2 separate regions of the Pan troglodytes genome follow, and region 2 is linked to region 1. The links are chromatin contacts, called in public Hi-C maps. All regions are on one chromosome and are shown on one strand. The core of a region is the stretch at or near the end of the contact, and the rest is flanking DNA. Distances in the headings are between cores, read along the strand shown.

What was found. A called contact is a pair of places that touch in the nucleus more often than the background predicts.
Region 2: a Hi-C map of stem cell-derived neural progenitor cells shows a contact between it and region 1, with 5 times the contacts expected there. The contact joins the enhancer-like site here to the promoter of ETV6 in region 1. A contact is called at or near these places in 1 of 7 Hi-C or Micro-C datasets (stem cell-derived neural progenitor cells) and 1 of 1 datasets of contacts at active chromatin or transcription factors (stem cell-derived excitatory neurons).

Annotation. Positions count from the first base shown.
Region 1 is chr10:18,797,155-18,804,809 of NHGRI_mPanTro3-v2.0_pri, reverse strand. ETV6 (ETS variant transcription factor 6) reads right to left here and starts at 4,311. Exons shown (of 6, transcript XM_054664080.2): 1 at 3,835-4,311. The coding sequence starts at 3,867.
Region 2 is chr10:19,179,168-19,186,822 of NHGRI_mPanTro3-v2.0_pri, reverse strand. No RefSeq gene overlaps it. Among named protein-coding and RNA genes, the nearest start is that of BCL2L14, 16 kb to the left of the region's middle. Within about 2 kb of position 4,167, at least 12 of the 24 cell types and tissues checked have an H3K27ac peak or open chromatin away from gene starts, as enhancers often do. A contact at or near this core is called in stem cell-derived neural progenitor cells, where this site is marked.

The DNA.
Region 1 (7,655 bases), core at 3,062-5,561:
CCCCATCTCTACCAAAAGCACAAAAATTAGCCGGGCATGGTGGCGGGCGCCTGTAATCCCAACTACTTGGGAGGCTGAGGCAGGAGAACTGCTTGAACCCAGGAGGTAGAGGTTGCAGTGAGCCAAGATCGCACCACTGAATTCCGGTCTGGCGACAGAGCGAGACTCTGTCTCCAAAAAAAAATTATAAAACATTATTGTATCAAAATTCTATTAATAAGAATTTGAGGACAGACCCCCCAGGAGTGCTCTAGCCCTCTTTACGGCTGTAGTGGGCCCTATTGAGTGCTTTCTGCAAGCAAGCCAGTGGATGAAAGTGTTACGTCACCCTGAGGTTACACGCAGACAGAAAGAGGAAAGGGGGCTGGCCTCCTCCCACCTCTCACTTCATTCACATCAGCAAACATTACTGAGAAATATTTCTATGCCAGCTGCCAAGCTAACTACTAGGACACCAAGATAATCATCACTAAGCCCAAGGAGCCCAGAGTCCAGAAGGGGAGCTCGAAAGAGTCTCCCAGTTAGTAGCAAAATTTTAAAAACCAGATTTCCTTCTGCTATGAAAGCTGACTGATAAGGACAGGAGGGAAGGAGGGGACTAGAGACACTGTGTGACTCGTTTTTGGATTCTGGTTAGTCCTGGCCCACTAACAAGCTGTGCCAAGCCTGACAAGGGACCGTGTCTGCTAGGCCACAACCACCTTCCGCTGCAACTTGGTCAAACTTAGAACTGAAGAGGTGACTTGAAGGTGAAGGCTGATGATGGAAAAGACAGCCTCTTCCTTCTTCCTGTGACCAGCACAGTCAGCCATGCAATCCTCTTTAAAATAATTTGACTTTTTATAGAGAGTTGATCCTTTCCTTCCATTTAAACGACCCCAAATGGTCAGGAATGAAGCATTTGAACTTCCATGACAACAGTGCCACAACCTTCAAGGGTTGTGGGACAGACCCCCCCAGGAGTGCTGGAGCACTCCTGCTTTCTGCAAGTCGCGTGTAGAGAAACAATAAGGCTCAGTGAGAGTTTCAGTGCCCTTGGAGTAGTCAACCTCTCTTCTACCGTAAAAAGTGTGTGTCTGATATTAACTTCCCCAGGTGATGGGAGCAAACTTATACAGTGCAAAAGAAACAGAAAAGCCCTTATCAGGCATTCATTGCGAGCGGCCACATGAACCATCTTTACAAAGGCGTCACTGATTGACCAATTCAGAAACTTTCACCTTGGAAACTCCACCCAAATCGGACACTACTCTTTTCTAGCAGAGCAGGCACTGCTCAGAAATAAACAAAGTACTTCCCTCTGTGGCTGCATCTCACCAGCCGCTGAGGAACTGTCTGCCTGCTGACCCGCTACTTGTAAGGAATGAAAGCAAGTGAGGACGGTTTCAGGAGTGGAGAGGAGGACTGGGAAAAACCTCTCCACAGTGAGAGCCTTTTGTGTCACAGGAGTTCGGTATATCAGGTTCATCAGCTCATCCTTGAAAACCTCCGACATTCGTTCTTCACTACACAGAAAAGCATATTGTTTACTGGACTCTAGAAGCAAGCAACTTGCTTGTGGGTTACCAGCAAACATTTTTTATTATGCAGTCACCGTACCACATCCCAAGGACTAAATGAAACGCAGCACACATCACCAGAACATTTCAGATGACCTGGAATAATCCCAGTCCTTGATCTCTAGTGCTTATTATTGGAACATTGAATTAAACAAACTCCATGGAAAGATACTCTTCACATACGTTCACCTAGACACATGCAGTCTAAGCAAATACATAATGGTTCCATAAAGAACAATCCAAAATAAAAGTGATTCTTTCCTTTCTGGTAAAGAACATTAAATCTATTTTAATTACATAGAAGTACACAGTAATGAAAAGAGGCACCCTGAAAGAACTGAGTTGTAAGCAATAAGGAAAAAAATGATATGCAAATTACAGACAATTTTCATGTTGCATTTAAGAACGCGTTTTGCTTGGGATTGGTTCTGTATGTGAGTAAGGCAAGGGACTGTTGTACTCTTTTTCCGACTGGAGCACAATGAAACAAACCACTCAGTAGCAGTCTGCAGCCAGCACACCACCATAAGCCCATCAGAACGGTGGGGATGCAGTATAGAAGAGGATCAAGAAACGTCACAGAAAGCATTGTTTTTGGTTGTTTTTGCCCTAAAGTTACTGATCTGTAGTTGGTCCAGATTTTCCTGATGTCGGGTTTATTGCCACTGAGCCAAATACAATTTATTTATTGAATATCCTACTATTTAGTTACCTCTATGTTATGAAGCGTCAAATAAATTAGATTATCTATACCGCAGGATTTTCCTGAACTCTGTGTAGAATCTAATTTATACCGCAAAAGAAACTGGTTTTGAAGTATTAATATCAAAGTACCCTAAGTTCTTTAGTGTGGCACGCCCCATGCCCACAGACATACTGCTACCTCCAGTTATATACAAACACAAAAGCCTAAAAGTTCCATTAGGCATTTTTGTGAGGCAAAAACAAAGAAGCCCAATCCACCTTTTGATTTCACATTAGCCTAACCTCAAACCCATGAATATCTTTTCTGATAACAAACACCAAAATGTGATTCTAATTATAAAAAACCTAGTAAGCACGTATGATGAACTACTGCGTTTCCCCTACACAGACTCTAATTGAAAGGCAGTGTTAAACCAGGAAGGGTTTTTCTAACTCCCCACAGACGAAGAAAACAGGTTATTTGTTCATTGTTGCTGTAGTGTCCATTCAGTGAACACACATTAAATAGGCCAAACCAAAAACAAACTTCAGCAGCTTCAGCCTCTCACAAGAGCGGAAGGCTTTCTACCTGGGTACTGGTGGAACAGCGAAATGAATAAAGTGTACAATAAATGCAGCGATGGGAAAAATAACACGGGTAGATGGATAAATCATCCTGCCTCCCAATGGTGGCAAACTTTACAACAACTTTTTAGAAGCAACAAACCGCAGCACCACAGTCTTTACAGATATATAGACATGCATACACACAACTACTGGGTAGCCCAGCAGTGTGTTTACAAACATCTACCGCCCTGCATTTACAGAGTGCTGCTTAGATAGCCTCTCTGCACTGTCAAACACAGAAGGTCATTTTGCCTGGTTGCTTAGTTCTTCCTCTCCCTCCATCACAGGAGTTTTCTACTTTGGGATTGCTCAACTTTCATATGGATCGGAGTAAAATAACTATTCAGCAACTTTATTCACCTTGGTTTTAAAAAAAAATTCATTGTGCAATGCCTAGGAAAAGCTGACACCAGGACTGTCTCTCCGACAGCGCTTGCAATTACAATCAGACGAGGGGGAAAAAAATCCTGTCTGATCAGACCCAGAGAGTCCTTTAAAAGAATAAAAAGATTCTATCGCAGTGGAAACTGAAGAACTTTTTTTCTAAGACGACCACCCCTCGGGAACAAAAGTTATATTTCAGTCACATGTTGGGTGTAGGAATAGGGAGCAGGTTTTTTTTTTTTTTTTTTTTTTTTTTTTTTTAAGCGCACTAATTACGGGGGTGTTTTACGGTTCTGGAGACAATCCGGGTTGCTCTGACCAATTGTGACCGGCATTTCATTGTCAAAAAGCAAGGGGGTGGGGGCCGAGGAGCCGGCAGGGGCTCGGCGAGGGGGGAGTAGCAAGGTTACCCTAAAGGGTACAGCAGCCGCCGCGAGCTGCATCTCCTTCCCTCGCGCCCCAAATAATTTCCTGCGAACAGAGCAACTGCAACAGCCCGCTCTGAGGAGCCCAGCACGACTGCCCTGGCCGGTGCAGCTCAGGGTTTCCACCACGTAGAAGGAGGGGAGAAGATTTTTACCTTAATGCTACACTGAGCAGGAGTCTCAGACATGTCTCACAGCGAGAGAGATCAGGAAGTTCTCAGGTTTTTTCCACTTTCCTTTCCTCTCCCCAACCCAGAAAGGCTCCACGGCCAGCCAGACGCGGTCATTTAAGAAGTTTCTTCCAGCATCTCTCCCGGCAGCCGCCCCGGGGGTCTGGAGCGCGCGGGGCGGGGCGGCCGGCGGAGTTGGGCGCGCGGGGCGGCGGGGGCGTGGGAGCCGGGCCCGAGCGCGGCGGCGGGGTCTGCAGGTCGCGGCGCGGGGACCCGGGACGCAGCCCGGCCGGCCTCCCGGTCTCTCCTCCCACCCGCAGCCGGCGCCCCCGCCCCCCGCCCTCCCGCGGCTCTCCCTCGCTCTCTCGAATGTTTTCCTTCCTGGAAGAGAGAAACTGAAAGGCAGAACTGAGAAAGCGCTTTGCTCATTGATCTTGAGAGTTTCAGTGCAGAAACTGACGTGAATTCCCAGCACTGAGCTCTGCCTCTTAAAGGAGCCACCAGGAAATAAAAGCTCGGGTTACAGCCCGGCATCAGGGAAATAAAAGCTGCGCGGGGGAGGGGCGGCCGCGGGGGCGCGGGCGGAGGAAACCCGGGTAGCGGGGCCGCGTGGGGCCGCGGCGGCGAGCGGGGCGAGCGGCGCAGCCCCCCAGGCCGGCCCCCGGTGCGGGCGCCCGCCCTCCACGCCGCGAGACCTCCCGCTGGCCGAGCCAATTTCCGGGCTTAAGGAAGACACCTTTAAAAAACGTTACACTGTGGCCCCAGACACCACAAAACAGGTTTTATTAAACTCCTCCCACCTCCCCTGGCTCCGACTCTTGGATACATCGATGTGCACAAGGGTTTTGAAACGTTTCACTAAGCGCAGATGCAACGAAAGTAATTATCTATGAAGGGCCATTCCGGTTAGGACGCGGAATCCGAAGGAGGAAATAAAACAATAGCCTTTGTTCTGCTTCTCGACCGCTGCCTCTTTAAGAGAATCCACCAGGAAATGGGAGATCGGGTTACAGCCTGCACACGGGGAAATGTGGGGAGAGCGGGCGCCCGAGCGCGACGCCGGAGACAAAGCCGGGGCGGCCGCGCCGCAGACGCTGGGGGACCGTCGGGCGGGGGGATTCCCGGGGAAGGTGGGCGCCCCGGAAAGAGGTGGCGCCACGCGCCCGCTCGGGGATGCGGCGGCCGCGGGCGCTTCCCGAGCCGAGCACGCGCTCCGGGAAGGGAAGGCTGCAGGGCAGTTATCAAAGGCAGCTGAGTTCCTTTTCCTGACCTCCCCCTCCTGTTTCGAAATCCACTGCCCTTTTAAAGAAATAGCGGCCGCTACCAACCGAAATAGGTGACTCGACTACAAAGTTGGCAGGACGTGTTCCTGCAGATAATACCCCTCCCCAGGACCGCTTCTCTGAAACCGTCATTGGCCGGTTGATTAGATGGCCCTGGGATCCTGCAGGGGGAGGAATATTTGGTTGGAAAAGCAGTTGAGGGGGGTTAAGGCCGTTGGGGCTGAAGGGTCTAGCCCTGAGCACAAGTGATCTGATCACTCTATTATTTTTATTATTATTTACACTCTCTTAAAGTGTCCACCACAAAAAACTGAGAACATTATCATTATACTTAAATTCTAACCTTGTTAGCACATATTGGGGGTTTAATATGTGGATGTGTAATGTAAAAGGAAATTTGTTATAATTTCTTAATAGAGTAATATATTAAATATGGTATAAATATGTATATACGCATATATACCCATATATGTTACCTGCACTGGACCAGGACACATTTCCCCGAGTCTCCCCACCCTACAGATTTTTCCTACCCACTTTCCTTCACCTCTTCACATTATCAAATGTGTTGAGACTTGTACACACAATATTTTTGTTCACACATTGATCAGATCATTACGAACGAGGCTAGGGTGGGAAAGAGTGCTGTTGCTGGGATGATGGGAACTGGTGGTTGTGAGCCTCCAGGAACCTGAACAGGTTTTGTCAACTGGTAGTCCTGCCCTCTCTCCAAGAGATCTCTGTCTTGTCCACACCGACTCCTCTGCCTTTGACCACCCCCTTCTCCCCTTTAACAATTTTCTGTATTCTTTTGCTTTTTTTTTTTTTTTTTAAGACGGAGTCTTGCTCTGTCGCCCAGGCTGGAGTGCACTGGTACGATGTCGGCTCACTGGAAGCTCCGCCTCCCGGGTTCACGTCATTCTCCTGCTTCAGCCTCCCGAGTAGCTGGGACTACAGGCGCCTGCCACCGCGCCCGGCTAATTTTTTTTTGTATTTTTAGTAGAGACGGGGTTTCACCGTGGTCTCAATCTCCTGACCTCGTGATCCACCCGCCTCAGCCTCCCAAAGTGCTGGGATTACAGGCGTGAGCCACCGCGCCCGGCCTCTTTTGCTTTTCCTAATTGATGTTGCAGACATTGGTTCAGATGTCCCATTGCTAGGTTATGTCTTCCACATCACTTAGCAATGTGATCCCTGACAACACAGTCACTAAGCTTCCGTAAAATGGGGAGAAATAGTACCTAGCTCATAAGATTATCTTATTAAATAAGAAAATATATACAAATGCCTCCTTAGCAGAGAGCTGCACAATATATGTGCTCAATTCAAGTTGGCTACAATTATTATTTAACCCCAGGACTAAATTAGTTCTCGACTTTTCTTCCTAACTCCTCCTCAACGTCTACAAGTGATTCATAGAAGTAGTAGTTTGAAGTAGAATGTTTGTGGTTCCAAAGCAAAAAACATAGTTGACAACTGTAGCAAAAACTACATTTAGACCAGGGGTTGCCAATCTCTGTAAAGGGCCCAGCTGTAAATGCCTTAGTCTTTGTGGGCCAAGAGACAAAATTGAGAATGTCAGGTAGATACTTATATAACACGAAGAAAAAAAAGTTCACAGTTTTTTGTCAATTCAAAGTGTAATAATAGCAATTTTAATACAGGTATAATAATGAAAGGCATGGAATTCTTTTGGGGGGAAAGTAACATTTCACTTGGTGTTCAAAGTGTTCTTTCATAAAAATTGACTGCAGATGTTCATCTATTAATGCTGATTTTTTATGAGATTTTATGTACTTCATTTTTGAAATGTCTTTCTACCCAGACAGATACCGCCAAATACTGATACCAACCCATGAGCACATGATTTTACTTGAGTGTATTCATTGCTTAGAAGGCATTTCTAAAATTCTATTAGAATTCTATAAATTCTCTTGATATTTCCCCTTTAGCATGCCATTACATTGCAGATTAATCACTTCCAGTTGAAGGTTAAATGGAAGCTTCTCAGTTGCACAGTTAAGTAAATTTTAAATATGAAAATTTCCTTTGCACTTGCATTGAAATTCAGAAAACACTGTTGGTACTGTAGTTTGAGTTCAGAAAAACATAACTGCTGCAAATTTGTGTTGGAATGGAGATCTTGCTTCTTGTTTTAACTTTTGACAGCATGAGAAGTGTGTAAAACAGCTTGACATTATTTGTGATTCAAACAATGTTAGTTGTGTCAAAATGATTTTACTGCAGTTTAAGTTTTGCATATAAGCTCTATTTTGCCTTGTAGTTTTAGGTTAAATTCATAAAGAAACATTATTGAGTCTGTAGTAAAAGCTTATTTGCAGAGCCATTCAGTGTTCAATAACAGTGGTTGAGGGAAGTTTTTCTCATTCATTCATTTCCATTTGTCGCTTGTTTCTCTGTTCCTTGTTTTCTGAGAACTTTTGGGTAAATTGGATTTTTTTCTTTCATATTCCATTTAAATTACTAGATTGTCTTTTTAGATTTTCTTCTTTATGTTAAATA
Region 2 (7,655 bases), core at 2,918-5,417, 380 kb before region 1:
TGTCTCAGAGAAGAAAAAAAAAGAAAAAAGAAAATAGGGCACTGGATTGTCTCATTCCTTCATTACAACCCTCCTTTCTCTTGTCTTCCTGCACTTTCATGGTGGGACACTAAAACTTCCTTTCTTAGACTTTCCTGTAATTAAATTTGCCTTTTGATACATTTCTGGTCAAAGAGTCATAAGTTTAAGTCTGTAGAAAATTTCTGGAAAGGCTTTATTCTTCTGATACAAATACAAACCTTTCTGCTTCCTTCTGCTGCTCATTTCTGCCTTGAATGTGGATGGGATGGATGGAGCCGCAGCAGCTATCTTGTAGCCATGGGTAAGAAACCAAGAGAGTTCCAGATATTTTTGCCCTGACATTCCTGAGCCTCTGAAATAACACTGGTCCAATGACTTCTTGACTTCTTGTGTGAAAACAAAAACAAAAACAAAAAAAAACCCCTAATTTGTTTAAGCTACTGTTTAATTAGATTTTTTTTGATCCTAGTTGAATCATAATATAGACAAGAAAGGTTAAGAAACCAGAGTTGTTTAATATTTAACTAGTAGAAGTTTCAGAAAGAGAAAACAGATGATGGGTAGAAGAAAATTATCAAAGGAATAAGAGAAGAAAATATTACAGAACTGAGCTTTCATGTCTTGAAATGACACATTACCCTGAATGTCTTAGTCTGTTCCTGCTGCTATAGCAAAACACCACAGACTGGGTAATTCATAAGCAGTTGAGATTTATTTCTAACAGTTCTGGAGGCTGGGAAGTCCCAGATCACAGTGTCAGCAGATTTGGTGTCTAGTGAAGGCCTGTCCCACAGATGGTATTTTCTTGCTTGCTTTTTTTTTGAGATAGAGTCTCGCTCTGTTGCCAGACTGGAGTGCAGTGGTGCAATCTCGGCTCACTGCAACCTCCGCCTCCCGGGTTCAAGCGATTCTCCTGCCTCAGCCTCCTGAGTAGCTGGGACTACAGGAGCGCACTACCATGCCCAGCTAATTTTTGCATTTTTAGTAGAGATGGGGTTTCACCATGTTGACCAGGATGGTCTCGATCTCCTGACCTAGTGATCCGCCCATCTCAGCCTCCCAAAGTGCTGGGATTACAGGCGTGAGCCACCACGCCTGGCCACAGATTGGTATTTTCTCTGGTGTTCTCACATGGTGGAAAAGGTGGAAGAGCAGAAGGGATAAATACTGCGCCCTCATGTGGCAGAAGAGATGGAAGGGCAATGGGCCTAGCTAGTTCCTTCCAGCCCTTTTATAAAGGCACTAAACCCATTCACATGAGGGTGGCGGCCTCATGACCTAATCACCTTCCAAATGCCCCACCTTCTAATACCATTGCTTTGGGGTTTAAGTTTCAACATATGAATTTTGGAGGACACATACGTTGAAATGGCACCAGGTCACTAAAAATCACCAGGAAGTAGAATGGAAGTACTTCACAGTTTGCTTTCAGATAAATGTCAGAAAATTGGCTTTACTACAATAAAATAATGTGTAGTGTAAAGAACTAACAGTGCATAGATATGCAAAAGGTTTATCAATAACTACTAAACCCCAAATGCTATGTTTTAAGACAGTGGGGACTTGGAGAAACATAGTAGAATCCAGGATATTCATTCAACAAAATATGTTTAGTTTGGATTACTGGTTCATACCTGGAAATTACTATAATTTCTTTCTTTTTGTTTGTTTGTTTTTTTGGCCTGTTCTCTGTGAACCTAAAAATTGCTGTGATTTTGTTAGGTTACTTTGAAAGATTATGTGCTCTGAAATTATACAGACCTGGTTCTGGTCTCAGCTGTAAGGTGCAGACAATTTCTTTAACTTCTCTGCAGCTCTTTCCCCATCTGCATGGGTATTTTAGAGATTATTGTCAGGACTAACTGTGATTCTGTATCTAAAACTTCTGCACTAATTATCAGAGAAATACATGTTAAAACCACAATGAGATATCACCTCATACCTGTTGGAATGCTGTTATCAAAAAGATGAAAGACAACAAATGCTAGCGAGGTTGTGGAGAACAGGGAAGCCTTGTGCACTGCTGGTGGGAATGTAAATTAACACAGCCATTGCAGAAAACAGTATGGAGGTTCCTTAAAAAAATTAAAAATAGTACTACCATATGATCTAGCAATCCCACACCTGGGTATATATATCCAAAGGAAATAAAATTGGTATGTTGAAGAGGTATCTGTACTGCCATGTTCATTGCAGCACTATTCACAATAGCCAAGATTTGAAACCAACTAAGTGTTTAAGTGTTCATCAACGGATGGATGGATAAAGAAAACACACCATGGAATACTATTCAGTCTTTTAAAAAGGAGGACATCCTGTTGCTTGTGACATAGATGAACCCAAAGGACATTGTGCTGAGTGAAATAAGTCAGGCACAGAAAGACAAATACTGCGTGATCTCATATGTGGACTCTTAAAAAGTTGAACTCAAAGAAGTAGAGAGTAGAATAGGGGTTACCAGGGCTTTCAGGCTTGTTGGGGGGCAGTTGGGGAGATGGTCAAAGAACATAAAATTTCAGTTAGACAAGAGGAATATATGTTCAAGAGATCTATTGTACAACATTGCAACTATGATTAATAACATATATTTTTGAAAATCACTGAGAGATTTTAAGTCACCCCTAAAATGATAACTTTGTGAGCACATGCATATGTAATTAGCTTTATTTAACCATTCCACAATGTATACATATTCCAAAACATGTTGTCCATGACAAATATACATAATAAAATAAAATAAAAAAATCCTGGCACAGAGCTGGCATTTCTGAAGTGTTAATTCCTTGTAACGCCATTTCTCAAATCGAGATTCTACCTGCACGCACATACCACAGGCTTCCATCTTTGCTCTGTTTTAGTTCATGAGAGCCAGAGTTACCCTCAAGATTTTCTAGTTTGTTGGTTCCCAAACTCGGATTCCCCAGCTCTCAGGCCCTGAGAAAGTTGTAATTAGGGTCTGTGGGTTAGTTTCAACATGCTGAAATCCTAACAAAAATCATTAATGGGTGGGAGACCAGGTTAAGAAGGGATCAAGTGTCTTCGCCTTTGTCTGTGATACGGACTCACTGTGGTAACTCTGGTTGCATCATGATCATCAGAAGGCCTGCCTGACATTTATACGTCTGATTCCTCAAGACAGAAAGCTTATTAAGCTCCTATTTTAGAGATGCATTCTGGTGGGCAACATCTTTCAGAAACACTGAATTTATGGGAAAAAATAGTAAAGAAGTTAACGAGTCTGGGGCATTGAGATCCACAAAGTTTAAGTAACTTCCCAAGGTCACACAGCAAGTTGGTAGCAGTGCCAGGACCAGAAGTGATTTCTGCTGACACCTCATAGCCTGCGTGTTCCACTCCTTGCCGTGCCGTCCAGACTACCTTCTTTTCCACCTGGGTCCTTCATGTCTATCAAATATCACCTTGGAAACAGGCTTTTAGTCAGGATGTTGTAGTGTCAAGGGCGACTGAAGTCTCCTCTACACTAGGACCCCAGGAATCTTGGTAAGGGAGAAGGTATTTCCGACCATTTATTATGATTTATAAGTTCAGCCAGAAATTTTTCTTCTGCTTCCTTTCTCAATTAGGGAAATGTGTGCTCTAGAAGATTTTAAATGCTTGGTTACTTAAGAGAGAAAGAAAACTCTGTTGCTTGTTCATATTATTTGTGTTTTTTTCCATGCAAAGACAGGAGGTTTTCAGCCAAGGCAAATCAGAGTGGCTGACATTCCCACGGGAAAGTGGGCCGGGCGTGAGAACAGGATGTGTACCTGTCTGGAAGCTGGAGCCTTTGATGTACATCCACAAGAGCCCCAGAAGGAAGCTGTTTTGATAAGCTTTGGTCACCAGGTGGCGCTACACACACGCTGTCAAGTCCAACAGTTTTTCAGACCTGCAGGATTTTTCCAGATTTACCGAAGCAGGAAAAAACAGGAAAAACAAAACGGGTCCAGTACTTCAGCTCAGAATAGTTGAGTTGAAAAGAGGTGGAAAACCCCCCAGACAGCTTGCCCTCTTCAATCGTGTGGCAGAGAATCCACTTGGTGCCCTTCGGATTCTTTGAGTAAATTTGGAGCTGGCTGGCTCCTCAAGGGAGTGTGGAATCAGGACGTGGCTGGTTCCGGCTGCAAGAAAGTCCCGGTTATTCTGCGAGGGCGAAAGAGCTCCAGCGTTAGGGCTTCAGCAGAGGCGGTTGCTAAGGCGCACCAGTCCTTTACTTCGGACCAGTCTGACCTTAAGGGGAAAGGCAATTTCCCTTTCTGTATGGGGAACTCATTTCCTTTGTTGCTTTCCTTATTTTCCTCCCAGGGTCTTTTAATTCCATCCTGGTTGGGGCCTGGGAGGAGGGGATGGGTGAGGTGTGAACCAGCAGCGCCCTTTCTTCCTTCTCGCTCCGCCCCCAGGCAACACCCTCCGGCACCCAAGCCTACCCTCTTCCTCCAACGGAAAAATGCACACGGCATATCCGTGTCTGTCCACATGCCGGATTTCCCGGCCAGTTCTGATGTGAAATATCTTGAAAGTTTGCTAAGGGGCCACTTTATATTAAAAGAGGATTAAAAAATAAAGAAAATCCCATACCTCCAATCTGAAAGTCTTTTCTTGGTACCATCAAAAAACTGAGCTATCAGCCCTCTGGTACCTTCGATTCCAGGCCAAAGGCCACTGCCTGGTGGTGACGGCCAACGTGGAGGCACCCAGGCCAGCTCCCACGGCATCTCTGCCGACAAGCAGTGACTCCAGCAGATTGTAGTAGCACCTACACAGCCAGAGCTACACCCAGGTGCTTGCTTTGCTGCCGTTTGGGAGGGATCAATGTTCCAGAGCGGCGGCTCACCAACCTTAGCATGGCTCCGTTGCTGGGCTCCACTCCCAGAGTTTTTGGGTGAATGCGTCCAGGGTGCGGCTGGGAAATTTGCATTTTTAACAATTTCCCCCTGAGGCTGATGCTACAGTCTGGAGACCACACTTTGAGAACCACTATTTCAGAGTAAAATGCTGGTGGGAGGAAAGGAGCAGCAGGAAACAGCCGATGACTGTGGTGTGGCCGGTCTTTCTCCCAGGCGGGATGGGGTGTGTGTGCCAGGATTGCAGGGTCACCAGGAGGGCCGGTTCTGTGGGGCTGCTGAAAATCCTTATCCCTCCTTTCTAGACTAGTGGTTCTGAGACTTGGCAGCACATTGGAATCACTTTGGGAGCTTAAAAAAACATGCTGATGACTGGCTTCTAGCCCCAGACGTCCTGATTTAATTGGTTCGGAATGTGGTTTGGGCCCTGGAAGATTTAAAAGCTCCCTAGGTGTTTCTGATGTGTAGCCCAGGTCGAAAAATCACAGTGCTAGGTCGACGTTTTACTGCATTCTTATATCTAGTCCCCAGTAAGTGTAAGTTCTCACCTCCCATTCTCAAACCCTTCCAGCTGTCTCTCATACCTCCCTGCCTCAGGCTGAAAAACACTGGCACCTGTCTCTGAGTACTGACTTCCTATTTATCCTTCAAGACCCAGGCCAAATATTTTTTCCATGGTGGAGATTTTTCTGGCTTTCCCTAACAGTTCATCTCCTAAAGCACTGTGGATACACTAGAACTATAACCTTTATCTTTCACTTCATTGCAATTACATTCACGTGCTGAATGTAATGATGTTTCAGTCAAAAACCGACTGTGTATGAAGGTGGTCCCATAAGATTATAATGGGGCTGAAAAATTCCTATCACCTAGTGACGCTGTAGCCATTGTCATGTTGTAGCTCAATTACTTTATTTTAAAAATAAACAGTGTAGCCTAAGTGTACTGTGTTTATAAAGTCTACAGTAGTGGACAATAATATCCCAGTCCTTCACATTCACTCACCACTCACTCACTGACTCACCGAGAATAACTTCGAGTTCTGCAACAGCCATTTTGGTAAGTGCCCTATACAGGTGTACCATTTTAAATCTTTTTTTTTTTTTTTTTTTGAGACGGAGTCTCGCTTTGTCGCCCAGGCTGGAGTACAGCGGCCCAGTCTTGGCTCACTGCAAGCTCCGCCTCCCGGGTTCATGCCATTCTCCTGCCTTAGCCTCTCGAGTAGCTGGGACTACAGGCGCCTGCCACCATGCCCGGCTAATTTTTTGTATTTTTAGTAGAGACAGGGTTTCACTGTGTTAGCCAGGATGGTCTCGATCTCCTGACCTCGTGATCCGCCCACCTTGGCCTCCCAAAGTGCTGGGATTACAGGCGTGAGCCACCGCGCCCAGCCCATTTTTAATCTTTTATACTGTATTTATACTGTACCTTTTTCACGTGAGGTTTGTTTAGATACACAAATACCATTGTGTTGCAAGTGGCTATGATATTCAGTACAGTTACTTGCTGTACAGGTTTGTAGCCTAGGAGCAATGGGCTATACACCGTAGCCTGTTTGTGTTGTAGGCTGTAGGCTGTACCATCTAGGATTCTGTGAGTGCACTCTATCATGTTCACACAACAAAACTGCCTAATGATGCATTTCCCAGATGTATCCCTGTCGTAAAGCCCTGACTGTATTTGTGTTCATATCTTCCCTCCCTGCTTGATGGTTAATAAAACTTGGTGATTGAATGAATTCCATAGTTGGAGATAATGTTAAAATGCACAGGTTCTCTTTTTTGTTTTGTTTTTTTTTATTGGAGACAGGGTCTCACTCTTGCCCAGGCTGGAGTGCAGTGGTGCAATCATGGCTCACTGCAGCCTCGACTTCCTAGACTGAAGAGATCCTCCCACCTCAGCCTCCTTAGTAGCTGGGACCACAGGCGTGCACCACCACTCCTGGCTAATTTTTGTAGTTTTGTAGAGATGGGCCTTCACCATGTTGCCCAGGCTGGTCTCGAACTCCTGGGCTCAAGCAATCTGCCTGCATTGGCCTCCCAAAGTGTTGGAATTACAGGCGTGAGCCACTATGCTCGGCTATTGCACAAGTTCTGGATAAGGAAGTTTATTAATATCAGTTCTGTACAATGAACCTAGTGCCTCCAGTGGGGTCAGACTTGGGTGGGTGCTTGAGAAGCAAAGTCGAGTGAGCAGTGCACACTGCCCCCGAGGAATGAATTTCTCTGCAGGCTGAGCTCTCTGAGGCTCCTTGTGCTTTCATCATGAAATTTAGCTGGGGAACTGCTTTCAGAGATACTGACCTGGAGCACAGAGGGACCTGGGTCTCCTTTTCATCATGCTCTTCTGTGGCTCTCACCACCCACAGGATTAAGTAGGTTTCTTTGCATGTCTTTCATAAACTTGCCCTTTTCTGCCTCTCCCAAATATTTAATTCCTTGACCCTGTTTGATGCTTGGATCCTAGTTCCTTGCACACACCATGCTATTGCCAACTTATACCTTTCTGTTCCCCTGAGATGATCTTCTCACCTTTGCTAGGCCGGGTAACTGCCAAGGCTTGTGGGCCTTCCTGACCCCCAGGCTGAGTGCCTTCTCCTGTATTATATTCTCTTAGGATTTTATACATACCTCTATCATTATGTGGAAATACTCCAAACTAGTTTTTTTATGAGCCTGGCACACAGTAGGTGCTTTATAAGTGATGAACTGAGATGAATGCTTACAGAGTGATTCTCAAACCTTATTCTACCTATGCATCATTCACATGCAAAACACACTCCCACACTTT